Linked DNA regions of Sus scrofa: regions 2 and 3 are each linked to region 1. A link is a contact called in public HiChIP or PLAC-seq data. All regions are on one chromosome and are shown on one strand. Each heading gives the region's core, a stretch centred on a gene start, on an enhancer-like site or on the middle of the called end of the contact. The rest is flanking DNA. Distances are from core to core; before and after follow the strand shown.

What was found. HiChIP or PLAC-seq counts read pairs in DNA pulled down with a chosen protein or histone mark.
Region 2: a contact with region 1 is called in an H3K27ac HiChIP or PLAC-seq map of alveolar macrophages. The contact joins the promoter of RAP2C here to the enhancer-like site in region 1. A contact is called at or near these places in 1 of 5 promoter capture datasets (liver), 4 of 47 Hi-C or Micro-C datasets (embryonic fibroblasts, heart right ventricle, liver and 1 more) and 1 of 2 datasets of contacts at active chromatin or transcription factors (alveolar macrophages).
Region 3: an H3K27ac HiChIP or PLAC-seq map of alveolar macrophages shows a contact between it and region 1. The contact joins two enhancer-like sites. A contact is called at or near these places in 1 of 5 promoter capture datasets (fetal liver) and 1 of 2 datasets of contacts at active chromatin or transcription factors (alveolar macrophages).

Annotation. Positions count from the first base shown.
Region 1 is chrX:108,602,350-108,606,392 of Sscrofa11.1, reverse strand. It overlaps a transcript of MBNL3 not described here. Among named protein-coding and RNA genes, the nearest start is that of MBNL3, 75 kb to the right of the region's middle. Within about 2 kb of position 1,807, at least 25 of the 83 cell types and tissues checked have an H3K27ac peak or open chromatin away from gene starts, as enhancers often do. A contact at or near this core is called in alveolar macrophages, fetal liver and liver, where this site is marked.
Region 2 is chrX:108,346,476-108,351,028 of Sscrofa11.1, reverse strand. RAP2C (ras-related protein Rap-2c) reads left to right here and starts at 2,597. Exons shown (of 4, transcript XM_005673920.3): 1 at 2,597-2,710; 2 at 4,325-4,553. It overlaps LOC106507043 (a long non-coding RNA gene), which reads right to left and starts at 2,471. Exons shown (of 3, transcript XR_001302731.2): 1 at 1-2,471.
Region 3 is chrX:108,152,719-108,157,046 of Sscrofa11.1, reverse strand. No RefSeq gene overlaps it. Among named protein-coding and RNA genes, the nearest start is that of STK26, 24 kb to the left of the region's middle. Within about 2 kb of position 2,671, at least 10 of the 83 cell types and tissues checked have an H3K27ac peak or open chromatin away from gene starts, as enhancers often do. A contact at or near this core is called in alveolar macrophages and fetal liver, where this site is marked.

The DNA of each region.
Region 1 (4,043 bases), core at 558-3,057:
AGCTTGTGCAGTCTCCCCTTAGGTGGCAGCATGACGAAACCAAATGAGGGGGTGTTTTTTGGCGGGGGCGGCGGGGGGGGGAGGTTGCCTGTTAGCCAAAAAAAATGGGAGAGTGAACGAACCGGAGAGCTTGCATTTCACCTTTTGTTTTTAGTCCTCAACCTTCACGCGGGAAAGCAAAACAAAGCAGAACAAAAGCCCCGTGTATAATATTAGCTTGGGCATATAGCCCATAGTATAATTCCTTGGTTTGGTGCTTTACAAACTGAGAAGATGCGATTGTCCCATAATGTTAAGTTGGCCACTTTATTATGATGGGGTGTGGGTACTATCTCGTGGTTTTTCTGAGTTCCGTTTAAAATGTATGGAAACACCTTCAATGAGACGCATGGCACCGTGGCGGAGATCACATTTCACTTCAGCACCCAACTGGACTGTGCGTTTGTCCTCTGAAAAGCAGCCATTCAGTAAGTGGCCCGGTTGTGGGTGCTGTTTTGTTGAAAAAAGCTCATGGATGTTTCCCCAAATTCTTGCAGGCTGTGATCCATGAGGATCCCAAAGAAGAGTGTATTCTTTTCCCAAGGGAGACCGAGAAAAGTTTAAAGCCCCAAGTGATTGAGGGCAGCGTATTTTCTACGTAGTGGGGTAGCATGAAGGAAAACCTTATCAGCTCACCCCAAAGTATGAAGTGAGAAAGAGCACACATTAGAGGGTCACGTTTTATATCTAAGGGCTTCCAACTGCAGAAACCCGGAAGTGGAGGTTGGTCTTGGGGGTGCCAGGCAGTCCGATCTGTTTCACGAATGCCTGTAGCAGCCCTGCCCTCGGCAGACGTGTCAGTAAGCGCTCTGCCCGCTTTCTGAAGCCAGGGTCTGGGCTGGAATCAGATCGACAGGCCCCCCAAGGGAAGGCCTTTTTTGAGAAAGGCATTTTGGCGGGGGGGTTGGCGGAACTTTGGCCAACTAGCTCCCCTGGCTAGCATTTATGAATCCTCTTTCCCAGAGCAAGAGAAACCTGCTTTTGCTGGGCAGATAGCCCCCGCCCCATACAGAATGGACACACTGAGAGTTCAGTGGAGCAATAGTGTGAAGGCAAAACGCTTGTGCTTTCAGATGAAACTCCCTGCCTTCCCCCCCCCCCCCCCCGGCTGTCTTGTGATTGAGAGGGTGACAGGCTGGAGAGATGTGGCACAGGGCTTGGCATTTCACAGTGCTGCACAAAGACAAGAATACCTCCATATGTTCTGAAGAGTGGCGATACTAATAAAGGATCTAAAATGCGATTCCCTCAGAGAGCTCGCGGCCGTGCACGTGCTTTGAAGTTGCACAAGTCATGCTGTGGGCTGGTGAGAGACAGAGGGAGAGAGAAACCAACTTGAAGAAGCTAGTTCCTCTTCTCTGGGGTGTTGGAGTCTGCAGTTCTGTCTCTTACTAATCAGGTGCATGCAAGTCCCTGTTCTGAAAATTGCGCCAAAATTAACAGGCACCATCTAGGCTGTCTAATGTCTGATTCTGAACACTTTTACTTTTCCTAATGTGGTCTGTTAATCCTGTATTCGTTAAAAATGCAGACATTCAAGCGACTGGTTGTGTGACCTGTGCTAAGGAGATTTTTCGGGTAAAAGTTACATTTTTCACTTTCAAGCCCAGATCATGTAATAATAGCCCTCCTCATGGCCTCTCCATCTATCCCCAAAGAAATTTCCATCATGTTTTTAGCCATCTAAGAAAACAGTTCAGATGGAGGCGTTCCGAAATGGCGACAAGCAATGACAGGAAATGCCGTTTGCACTGGTCTCCTTCATAACTCAGGCCACAGCTGGCTGATTTGCTTTTAACTTCCTGTTTGGGGGCTCTTTGGGTCAAAAGTAGCAGTGTTTTCCATATAGAGAGGTTTTTTTTTTTTGGTGTGTGTGTTTTTTTTTTTTTTTTTTTTTTTGCTTTATTCTGTAGGGCCACAATAAATCTGTCACTGGCCTGCATGTTTTGTATATTTTATGGACTGTATCATGTGGTTTGAGTTTAATTTGGAAGGCAGTGTTTTACAATCAAGATCCCCCCCTACACGTGCAGCTTTAGGGTCTGGGATTGCACGGCCCTCGGAAGTTTATAGCTCTGTTTACACAGTAGTGATTGCCGAGAAGGGCATTTCCTGCCAGTTAATGACTGGTCGGAAAGGCCAGCAGTCCAAATCCAGGGGGAGAGGAACCATTCATTAAATGCCACGGAGGGACCAGGGCGCTTTTATCATGAAGTGGCGAGGAGAAAGTGAAAACACAGGCCGCCTTTTGAAGAGCCCAAAGCCGCGCGGGCACAGCCAGATATGGATGGGGTGCCTTGTGGAATGGAAAACGGAGATTCTTTTCATGACAGGGACCGACTGACTTTCCCACAGGGTACCAAATCAAGATGTGAGTGAGGAGGGCATTTTATTTCTTTGAGGCTGACGACCCCGTGGAGGGGACAAATAAAGATGAGAGCCCTGAACTTGCCAAGTGTTAGCAGCCTGAAAATGGTCAACCCACAGGTGTGACAGCTCCCTTAAAAACCTGGAAGACCCCATGATTTAACTTCCTAATTTGTTGAATAACCGATCATGGCTAAAGTGGGCAAGAATTTAGGGACGGAAAGGATGATCCCTTCTTTTCAAGGTCAGTTTAGCAAGACACCAAAATTCGGTTTCGCTCCCCCAATATAAAGAAGGTAAATAATACAGGCGAAGAATGCTTGGCCTCTTGTGGAAGTACCTTTGAGGGCTGTAATGTTAACCATTTAACCTAAGACATTCCCAGGAAACAGTTCTGTCCCCAGTATAATTCTTGCCTGCTATAAAGCAGCTGAGGTGTGAAGGAGAATTTGGCATTGATTTAGAGCAAAAACAGAATCGGACCGAGATTAGGTTCACATCCAGGAATTCCTGACTTCCTGGCCTGTCCTTCACTCTCTCAGCTTCTTAAGGCTTCAATTTGCCAGAATGTTAAATCTTTATGAAGGGTAAACATCTGTTCTACGTTCTTTAATGGATGCCTCCACATAAGGGCGGTTGTGTGACACCCCCACTTCAGAACTTGGCTTGGTCCTTTACCTTGAAATTTTAATTTCGTTCATATCTTCCAAATGTGGTGGGGGATGGCAGGGGTGTACCGGACCTCTAAAATACAGGCAATCATTATCGGCCAGACACCTGGATTTCTTCATGGGATTGAGTAATCTGTCACATATAGAACAAACCAAATATTAAGTTTCATTTCGAGGTCTGGAAAATGTCATTATATGCTTTTTAAATATTCAGTAATCCAAAGATTGCTGGTCATTACCAGTTCACAAACTAAAAGAATTTTCTGAAGTTTTAAACCACTCTGCAAATGAACTGTGTACCAAGTACTGTTGTTATTAGAGGATGCTTCGAGCACGCTTATAAACAAAAAGTGACTTGGATGAACAAAAAAAAATTTTTTTTTAAACACCCCACGATTTTGTGGTTTTGAACATTTTTGCCTTTCAATGTTAAGCTACACTACAATTTTGCAATCTCAGATTAAAGACAGTATTCTGATGTGCAAAATGTTTTGGATTAAGAACAAACAGGGTTCTTCTGAGTAGAAGGCCTATTGACCTGAATATGAACATGCCTTTGTAATTAGCAACACAGCTGCATTTAAATAATGATCCGAGAACCTTAGAAGCATCGTGTACTCACAGGTTAAATACCCCTTCCATCTTCTTGACATTAAAATTTTGTTTACCAAACCCTTTCTTTATGGGTTATCCCCACATATATTTCAAGCTGGCTCAGATTCAGTTACCACCGTATCTGTACTAGTGGCATCAAAATGAATGAAGATTTACCCTGCTCTAAATGGGGCCAATGCCATTACCTTGTGGTGTGTAAAAAGTCTATTTGTTCTCTCACTGCAGTCTTCAAGTGGTGGGCAACAACTCATTAGCGCATAATGAAATCCATTTAGTAGGTTATGACTAGCATTTCTCTTAAACAAAATTGAACAAAATAGACAGCAAGGAAATATCTGACTGTATCATGTA
Region 2 (4,553 bases), core at 1,348-3,847, 260 kb after region 1:
CCAGAACAGTTTAGTGGCTCCAGGGATCACAAGGAGGTATCGACTGGAGGGGAGGAATAAGAGAAGCAAACAACTAGCGCCTGAAGCAAACTGTTGTGCACTTGAAACTTGTGCCCAACTAATTGCATAAAATGAGACGATGTACCTGTAACTTACATATTCTGCATAGTTTCTACCCTAAGATTTCTTCACGCTATGGTTTAAAACTCAGCTGCATTCTTGAAAATGATCATCCGAGCAATAATTACTTTGGGAGTGGAGGTTGAGAATGGCATTAAAGCAAACGTTCTGAATCTCAAGGGCACACTCTCCGGAGAAGTGACCCCTCCCCCAACCTGGAGCCTTGGGAGTGGAAAGTTATTATTCGCACAGTTTACATGTATTTAGCAGTTAGTGCTTGGAAGGCTAAGTGCTTTGAATGGATTGGCACATTGGTACTTCAAAGGAGCCCTATGAGTTGGATACTGCTATTATGCCCAACTTTGGAGATCTAGCTGGCAAGGGGCAACGTTAGGACTGTCTGACTGACGTGCAGATTCCTTGTACAATACCAGCCTGCATTTGTCAGTCCTGAAAATACCCTAAAGCAAATGATGATAGCAGTAAAATGAGGCAACAATTAGTAATGCCTGGGGTGAGGTTGTAAGGAAACAACACTTGTCTGTGTTGGCTATACTGCCTTGGTAGGGAATGTGAATTGGTGTGATCTTTTCAAAGGACAATTCAGCAATATTTATGAGAAGGATTTTAACATAAATGTAAAAAAATTTCATAAGCGGAAAAAAGCAAGGTGCAGAATGCTGTGTATAGTAAGATCAATTTTGTATTAATTTTTAAAATACATATAGAAGATGGCTTCATATGCCAGCATATAAGTATTTTTTTCTGGGAAAGGAAACACAAGAAGACTTTAACAATAAACACCTTTGGAAAGAATAACTGAGTTATTTTTGTGCTGTTTGGAGATACTTGGGCTTTTAAAGCTCTGTTTTTTTTTTCCTCCGTGTTTGCTGTTCTTAAAAAAAAAAAAACCTTTGTTAAATCTTTAAAATAAAAACCAAATAGCTAGCATTTCTCGATGGTTCATAATGAGCAAGGGACTGTGCTAAGCATTTTACATGTAATAATTCATTACATTCCCACGGTAAATGATTAGCTCCATTTTCCAGGTGAGGAGTTTGAGGTTCAGAGGAGTGAAATCACTTGCTCGAGGTCCCACAGCTAGGAGGTGGAGGAGTTGCCCTTGAAAGGCCTGTCTGCCTTGCTTCGGGGCCCATGGCTCTCAACTGCTGGGCTGTCCTCTTCTAATTGGTGTTTATACTCTCATTGCCTAATAAAAGTAAACGGGTGAACAACTGGAGTCTAATGAGATAATGTATGTGAAAATACTTTTCTAAGTATAGAGATGTTTGGGAGGACAGGATGGGCAGGAGGAGGGAGTTTAAATTGGGCAGACCTGCCCACTGACCCCAGACAGTCAGGATATTGGGGGGGGGTGGAGGAAACGATGAGCAACATTTTATATTTCTTCTCTAAAAATATTATAAAATTATATTTATTCCTCTTTTCCCCAGTAATACCTGATCATGGCTTAGAAATTAAAATGATATGGAGAAATCAAAGTCCTTTCAGAATACCCCTCACCAATAATTAATGCCTTTGTTTCAGATTTTAATGGCTATGTAATTACATATTGCACACACTCACATATTTTACATAAATGGGAGCAACTATCTCTTTGCTCAGCATCTAACTTTTTTCATCCTCACAATATACCTTGACCGTCTTTTCATAACAGCACTTACAAATCTACTTTTTCTCTTTTAAATAGCTGCATGGTCTCCTATTTTGTGAGTGTGTGTGTGTGCGCGTGCATGATTTTTTAAATCATCTAGTGAAGGATGTTTAGGTGACTTTCGAGTGTTTCCAAGTGTGTGTGTGTACATTATTTTTTACATCGTCTATCAAAGGACATTTAGGTTACTTGCAAGTGTTTCCGTGTGTGTGTGTACACACATTACTTTTTTAAATCATCTGTTGAAGGAGACTTAAGTTACTTCCAAGTGTGTGCTTTCCTAAAATGCTGCTGTAATGAATACACTTTCTAAGAAAGTTTAGAAGGGTCATCAGAATGAGTGTGACATTTGCCAATTCTGTAGCCAATAAGAGTGTCCCAGTAGGACTCTGTACTTCGGTAAGGAGTATGTTTCACTGTGTGGAGAAACAAAGAATTCTCTCCAAAATAGTTTGGCCAACACATTCAGAGATATTAGAGTTGCCAACAAGTGGGACCACCTCAAAAAGAAGAGCAGCCTGTTTTGACAGTTTAGTGACAGAGCACAGACTTGCCACAATTGCCCAACACTAATTGCTGGATCAGAGGAGGAATTTCCAGACTCAGTTCCAAGCAGGGCTGGTACAGGGCTATGGATTTCCCCCCCCCCATCCCCCCCCCCCCCAGACAGTCTGGAGACAGCTAGACAGGGAGATGGGCAGCAGAGCTCCAAATCCGGCAACAGCACGTGTGGAAGGAGCAGTGACCTATGGGGAAGACTCATAATTCATAGACCAAACCTCTTCCAGCAGAGGGCAGTGCCTCAGATATCAGGCGGGACGCGGGCCAGCTGGAGCCAGAGCTGGGAACTTCGCTGGACAGATTGCACCAGCCCTAGGCTGAGGAGAAAGTGAACGTAACTGTCCCTTGGATACTGTAAGTGACATTGGGGAGCACCCAGGGAGAGACAGTGGGATTTCACACGACTGTAATTTGCCTGTTTTCTAATGTTACACAATTTGGGTTTGGTAACAAATCCCTTTTGATACAGTCAGGCCATTAAGGCTTCCACGTAAGGGATTTGGGGTCGCTTTAACTCGACTGGTCACTGACTTTCAGGCGTCGGGGTGCATGCTAGAATCAGAAAAGGAGTGACATTCCTAAAATATAACCTAGGCTTCTGACCCTGGGGCTCTGTGGATCGGACACAAAGTTTACAAATAGAAAGTTAGCAGAGGGTAAGATATGTAAAAAGTAACAATTTTATCTAAAAATAGAAACTTAGTGGTTAGCACTAAGTCCTCTGCTTTTGAATTTCAAAGACTTAAAACAAACTTTAACTTGGAAGAGCCAGCCATGCAAATTGCTGTGCCTGCAGATAATGAAAAGATTCAAAGAAGTTAGCGTGCAGGCCTAAACAGTTTCCAATCAACTCTTCCCCGCTGCGAAGCCTGGGGACTCCAAAAGGGACAAAGCTGAGTTAGAGTCCCATAAAGGCTACTCCTAATCCCTTTGGTTTTCGAGCCTGGCGATAAGAAAGAAAGGAGTGGCTTCGGCATTTGCTGGTGGAGTCAAGGCAGATTTACCGGATGATAAAAGTACCGAGTGTGTGTGCGTTAACTGTCAGGCACAGCTAAATAAAACACACCACATATGAAATCCGAGCTATTCGTGAAGTCGAAGGCTAATGTGCACGCGTTTCTTAGAAAAATAGCAAGTGCATGAAAATACCAGCAAAGAGCATCAACTTTCTCGGCCGTTTTATTTTCCCTGCGACTTCTGGTCCAGGGATGATAGGCGTTGTGCGGATCTTTAGCTCCGCCAACCAGCGGATCAAGTCCTCAGGCCGGGCCGGGGGCTGCTGAGACTCCTAGGGGCTTCCGCGGGCTCGGGGGTGGGACTGTCCGCAGCAGCAGCGGCAGCAGCAGCAGCAGCAGCAGCAGCAGGAACAGCAGTTGCGGGCAGGCAGAGAAAGGAAGGGCGCCGGAGGTTCTCGGACAGGCCCTTTGCCAAGGCCGTAGCCCCGACCCGAAACCGTCCTGGGCCGACTCGCTCAGCAGGGCGCGGCCCCAGCGCCACCCGGCTCGCCCCGGGAGAGGTGGGACTTTCCCCACCGGAAGTGATCCCGTCCCGTCTCAGGGAACTGGGGCACCTCCACCAGTGTGTCAGGGAAACCCTTCCGGGTGTGTGCTGGGGGTGGGGGGGTGGGGGGAGGGTGAGAAAAAAAAAAAAAAAAAAAAGAGGTGGGTTCGCCTGGAGTCCCAGCGGCCGCCGCCGCTGCCGCCGCCGCCGCCGGACGGCCCCCGCCCCTTTCCCCTCCGCGAGCCGCAGCGCAGGGGCGGCGGTGAGACCGAGGAGCCGGCCAGTGGCCATGGCCTTGGCGTGACACAGCCTCCCGGGCGGCCGGGCGGGTGCGGACGGCAGGGTAAGCGGGGGCGGCCGGGCCCGGGTGGGAGCCGGGGGAGGCGGCCGCCCGGGCTGCCCGACGGGGGCGGGCGGGGGTCCGGCGGGTAACGCGCGCCCTCTCCGCCCCCCACCCCCCCATCACAGGCCGGACGACGCCCGCGGGAGCCGCGGCCCAGAGACCCGCCCGGGCGGCAGCGACTGGAGCGGAGCCCACAGGCCTGGGCTGGCTCGGCGGCGCGAGCAGGAAGCGGGGTCCCTGGGCCCCTTTGTGTGAAGGGCGGGGGAGGGGCGCGGGGCAGCCCCGGGCCGCGGGCTCCTCGGACGCCCGCCTTCCGCGGGGGGCCCCCCGTCTGTCCTGCGGCGCCCACCCCTT
Region 3 (4,328 bases), core at 1,422-3,921, 450 kb after region 1:
GTTTAGAAGAAGATTTGAAACTAGGGAGGCCCCTCTTTCCTTTAGAAATGATTACTTATGAAGGGCTAGGGGTGATTGAATATTTGCCATCTGGCCACTGTCTCGGTTCTCATTGTAAATCAGATTTAAGAAACTCAAGTCCTTTTAAAGGTGAAGTTGTCGTATGTTATTTAGGGAGAAGTACCATCTCCCCCCCGCCCCGCCCTGAGATCGACTTAAGGAAAGTACTTGGAAACTGCAACGAAATTCCTCCAAGTGTTAAGAGGTAGAATGCTACCTGTCTGGGATGTGATCCGGTTGGAATACCTTCTCAAAGGGACTTCATATCCATTATTTTCATCAAGGAGCAGAAAGCACACTTCCTTTTCATATAATCAGTCAAAGTTTGAATACATCAGGGTGGGCATTTGGTGCTACCCATTGGACCCCCTTTCCTAGGTTAACAGCACCAAGCCTCCACTTGCACTCAAACATGATGTGATCCCAGTGGTTTTTGGTTTCTGGCTGCACCCTCTGTACTCCTATGGCACAAGCTGTAGAAATGTTGCCCGCCACTATCAGTTAGCCAACTGAAAAGCTACATGCCTTCTTCCCTCAAAAGTGATTTCGAACAGCCCCCAACCACCACGACACAGATTTGGAGATAGTTGTTTGCACTGGCAAATGTGGGGCCTCGAGTATATTCCCCGGAAAGTTGAAGTGAATCAGCACTGTCTTTAAAATGCAGATGTGCGTTGGGGAGCTCTAAATGAGAGATGTCATTCAAGAGAATTACATCAGCAAACCTTTAGCGAGTATTGGCTATATCGAAAGCTCTGTGCTTGTTGCCGTGCGGGACATGTGGAAGCATAAACCATGGTCCTTGCTCTTAAGCCGTTCCGTTAGGTGGTATAGAGGGACCCCTTAACTAGATCAGGGATGGGAGGAAGAGACGAAGTTGACCCTTAGTTGGTATGTTATAAAGCTATTAATTGAGGCACTTAAAGAAAACTAACAGCAGTAAAGCTATGACAAGAAAATGCAGGCGAGGGGACAGAGATTGGCTGAAGAATTAAGAAAAGGATGATTCAAAGCCAAGGATCCTAGATGCATGGTGGTGGTTAATGCCAGGCAGAGCCTCCTAAGGCAGAAAAGTACATAGGACAGTTCATGGAGAGAGCAAGGCCTGTGTTGTGGGCTGGAACAGGAGGTAAAGAGAAGCCAAATTCATAGAGCTGAGTAGTCAGAGTGTGCCAGTTGTGTCGGTGATGCAGGTGTAGACCGCATACCTAGAAATGGGTTCTACCAGAAGCAAATGAGCTCCATGTAAGATTCAAACAACACAGAACCTTTTGCCTCCAGAAACCAGAATGAGAACCAAAGGTCACTGCCCCACCCTGGACTAGATGGTGGAAGTAAAGTGAATCCACCCGAATCCCGTCACTGGAAGAAAAGGCTTTTGGGTTAAAAACGAATGCCAGGAGATGGATCTTGAATAGCATCCACCCATGGCTTATACTTATGCCAAGTGAGCCATGTGAACTGGACCTGGAGATACCTTACTGGCGTATATATAGTATGGAGCTTGAGTTATAAGTCACTTGTGCTGGTCCTCAGTGCGCAAGGTGGAAGGAGAGGAATGCTGCCGGAAAACCTGGACAGCCAGCTGAAAATGGGGGACTTACAACTCTGAGTCAAGAAATCTCCAGCCCCATCGCACATGGCATCTGAAGAACCTGAGATATGTCAAAGTGGAGAAACCATGCCTGAGGGTCTAAAATTCCCATTAGATTCTATCTTTCATGGCCTCGAGGAAACAGACATTTTAATTGAACTAAAATATTGTTACCTGGGAGGGATAACCCTTCATCTGATTGCTTAGTTTTGTCTCCATTCTTTCGACAAACATGGAGGGCCTGACCCAGTGCTCAGGGGTACAGATATGCATAAGACTAAAGCCCTCCCTTCAGGAAGCTCACAGGTTAGCTGTGCTTTGGGCCTTCTGTGAGGCTGGGCTAGGAAAATTCGTCTAATGAAGAGGTTAGGTGGGATGAGGGTGCGTGATGGGGGAGAGAATATTCGCATGCAGCTAGGAGTAGTTCAGGGTCTGGGGCTCTGGGGGGGTTGAAAATCTAAGCCTCTGAGGCGGAAGGAAGAGGATCATAGCAAAAGAAAGGCTAGAATAGGAGGATGGGAAATTCAGTGGCCTGGAAGACAGATAACAAATAAGGAAGAGAGAGGAGCCAAAACCAAGAACTAGAAGAAGCTAAGTTGTCCGAATCTGAGTTTGGTGATGGATGGAATGTCTGTGGTTTCAATGTAACGCCTCTCATGTGTGTGCGTGTGAGAGACAGACAGACCGAGAGACAGGGAAGGGCACACAGAGAACTTGAGATTCCGTCCGCCCTTTTTCACCATCGGTACCAGAGTGGAGGCTGTAAGCACTGAAACAAAAGCAACTGGACTTTGAAAAAAGAGGAAGTGAGGAAAGTTTGTTTGCGAGCGCTGGTGGCAGGAAATCCTGTGACTAACCTTATTTCACACATCTCAGATTATTCAAAGGGATCTGAACTTTCTTAAGACCAGCAACTTAAAATGGAAGGGGCTGTCTCAGAGCCATTGAGGGCTGAGCAGTGCTCACCCACCCCCCGCCCCTTGCTAAATAAACGAATCCAATTCGGGTCGCCCTTGACTGTGCGGAAGAGCCGCTTCAGGGAAGATGCCACACGGCCCCTCAGCATGTCCAGTGCATAGAGTGAGGCAGCATTAACAAATGGACTTCAACTCTCTTGGGGGAAAAAAAAAAAAAAAAAAAAAAAAGCCAGTACATTGGAAACAAAACCAACAGGTTCCCCTGTTTTTACTTGTAGAAATATTTGCACAGGGCTGAAGTCCACCCCTGTGTAGATGCTATAATAATTTTCAGTAGCACGGCTGGAAGCAGGAACTGTGATGTGCGCCCCGCAGGGGGCTGAAGAATTGGGGAGGAGGGGAGCCGGCGATGGTCAGGGTTAGGTAATTACAAAGCAACAAGCATCCAGGCACGTGATGGCATGTTATTCTGCAAGGAGCCCCTCTGCTGGGCTGGGCCGGCTCATTAGCAGGGAGAGTTAGGGTTCCAGCCACCGGGCGCTTTCCTTTCCAGCCGAAGGTGCGAGTGTAGCAAGAAGGGGGTCTCAGACTGAGCTTTCATCAAGCACGAGTGAACATGTACCTCAGGCAGACACTGCCGCGCTTGGCTTTTTTTATATTCCAGAAGCGTCTGTAAGGCATGCTCAGTTTTCCAGAGACAATAAAAGAAAGAGTGTGCAAATGGTTTACAATATATGCCGAGGGCCGCCGTGGTTCAGGCCAGCTGACTGCATTTTCTCAGGAGCCAGTGGGACCCTCGTTACCATGCATCACATCAGCGCGCTCCTCGACGGAGTCCACGAGATTCTCACCAAGCGTCTGGTCTTCCCTTTCAAATAGATTCCTATGTCTGCAGGTGCACAGACCATGTCAACACTCATCTTCCTGCCTCCCGCCCGGGCCCTGAGTCTTTGTGGGGGCGGGCTGTGGGGCTGCGTGTCTCTACAGGCAGCCGAGCCTTAGAAAAGGTCAGAATCCTATTTACAGGCCTGACGTGCCATTTCGCTCATGGACTGAGGCGGGCAGGGTTCTTTCGGTGCTCTCTGAAATCGTTTGGGGGAGCCTGCTGTGTTCGAAGAACTCAAACAAAAGGCAGGATGAGTAAATAAGTTGGATATTTGCAGGCACATGCAGGAAAGCAGGCCTCCGGCTGACTCAGGCGGGGCCTGGTGGCACCCTCTCAGGGCTCTCTGCCTCCTTGCCGGGGTCGCACTGGCCAGCCACCGATTCAAGGTCGGAGACCCCAGGAGGCTGACTGAAGTAAGGGCCCCCAGCTGGCCTGGAGAGCAGGGACTGGACACTAGGGCTGGAATTACATCTGTACCTGCTTCAGGCAAGGGTCAGGAATCTGAGACAAGAATCGGGCAGAAGCCAGGACAGGGGGGCCGGGGGTGTCTCAGAATAAGGAAATACTGTGAACCGAGGCTAAGGGGCAGGAGGCACGGAGCACTTCTGAGGAATAGGGAGCATCTTTTGTCAGCGCCCAGGAACATAAGAGCAGAGGGTCTAGGAATCAAGCTTTAAGACCCAGGAGAAAGAACACCTTGAAAACTGTCCAGGGCTGGGAAGGTGGAAGAGGATGTCAAAGAAGCAGCTTTTTTGGAGGTCTTGCTGTGGTGCAGTGGGATCTGTGGTGTCTCTGGAGAGCTGGTACACAGGTTTGATCCCCAGCCCTGCACAGTGGGTTAAAGATCCCATGTTGCTGCTGCTGTGGCGTC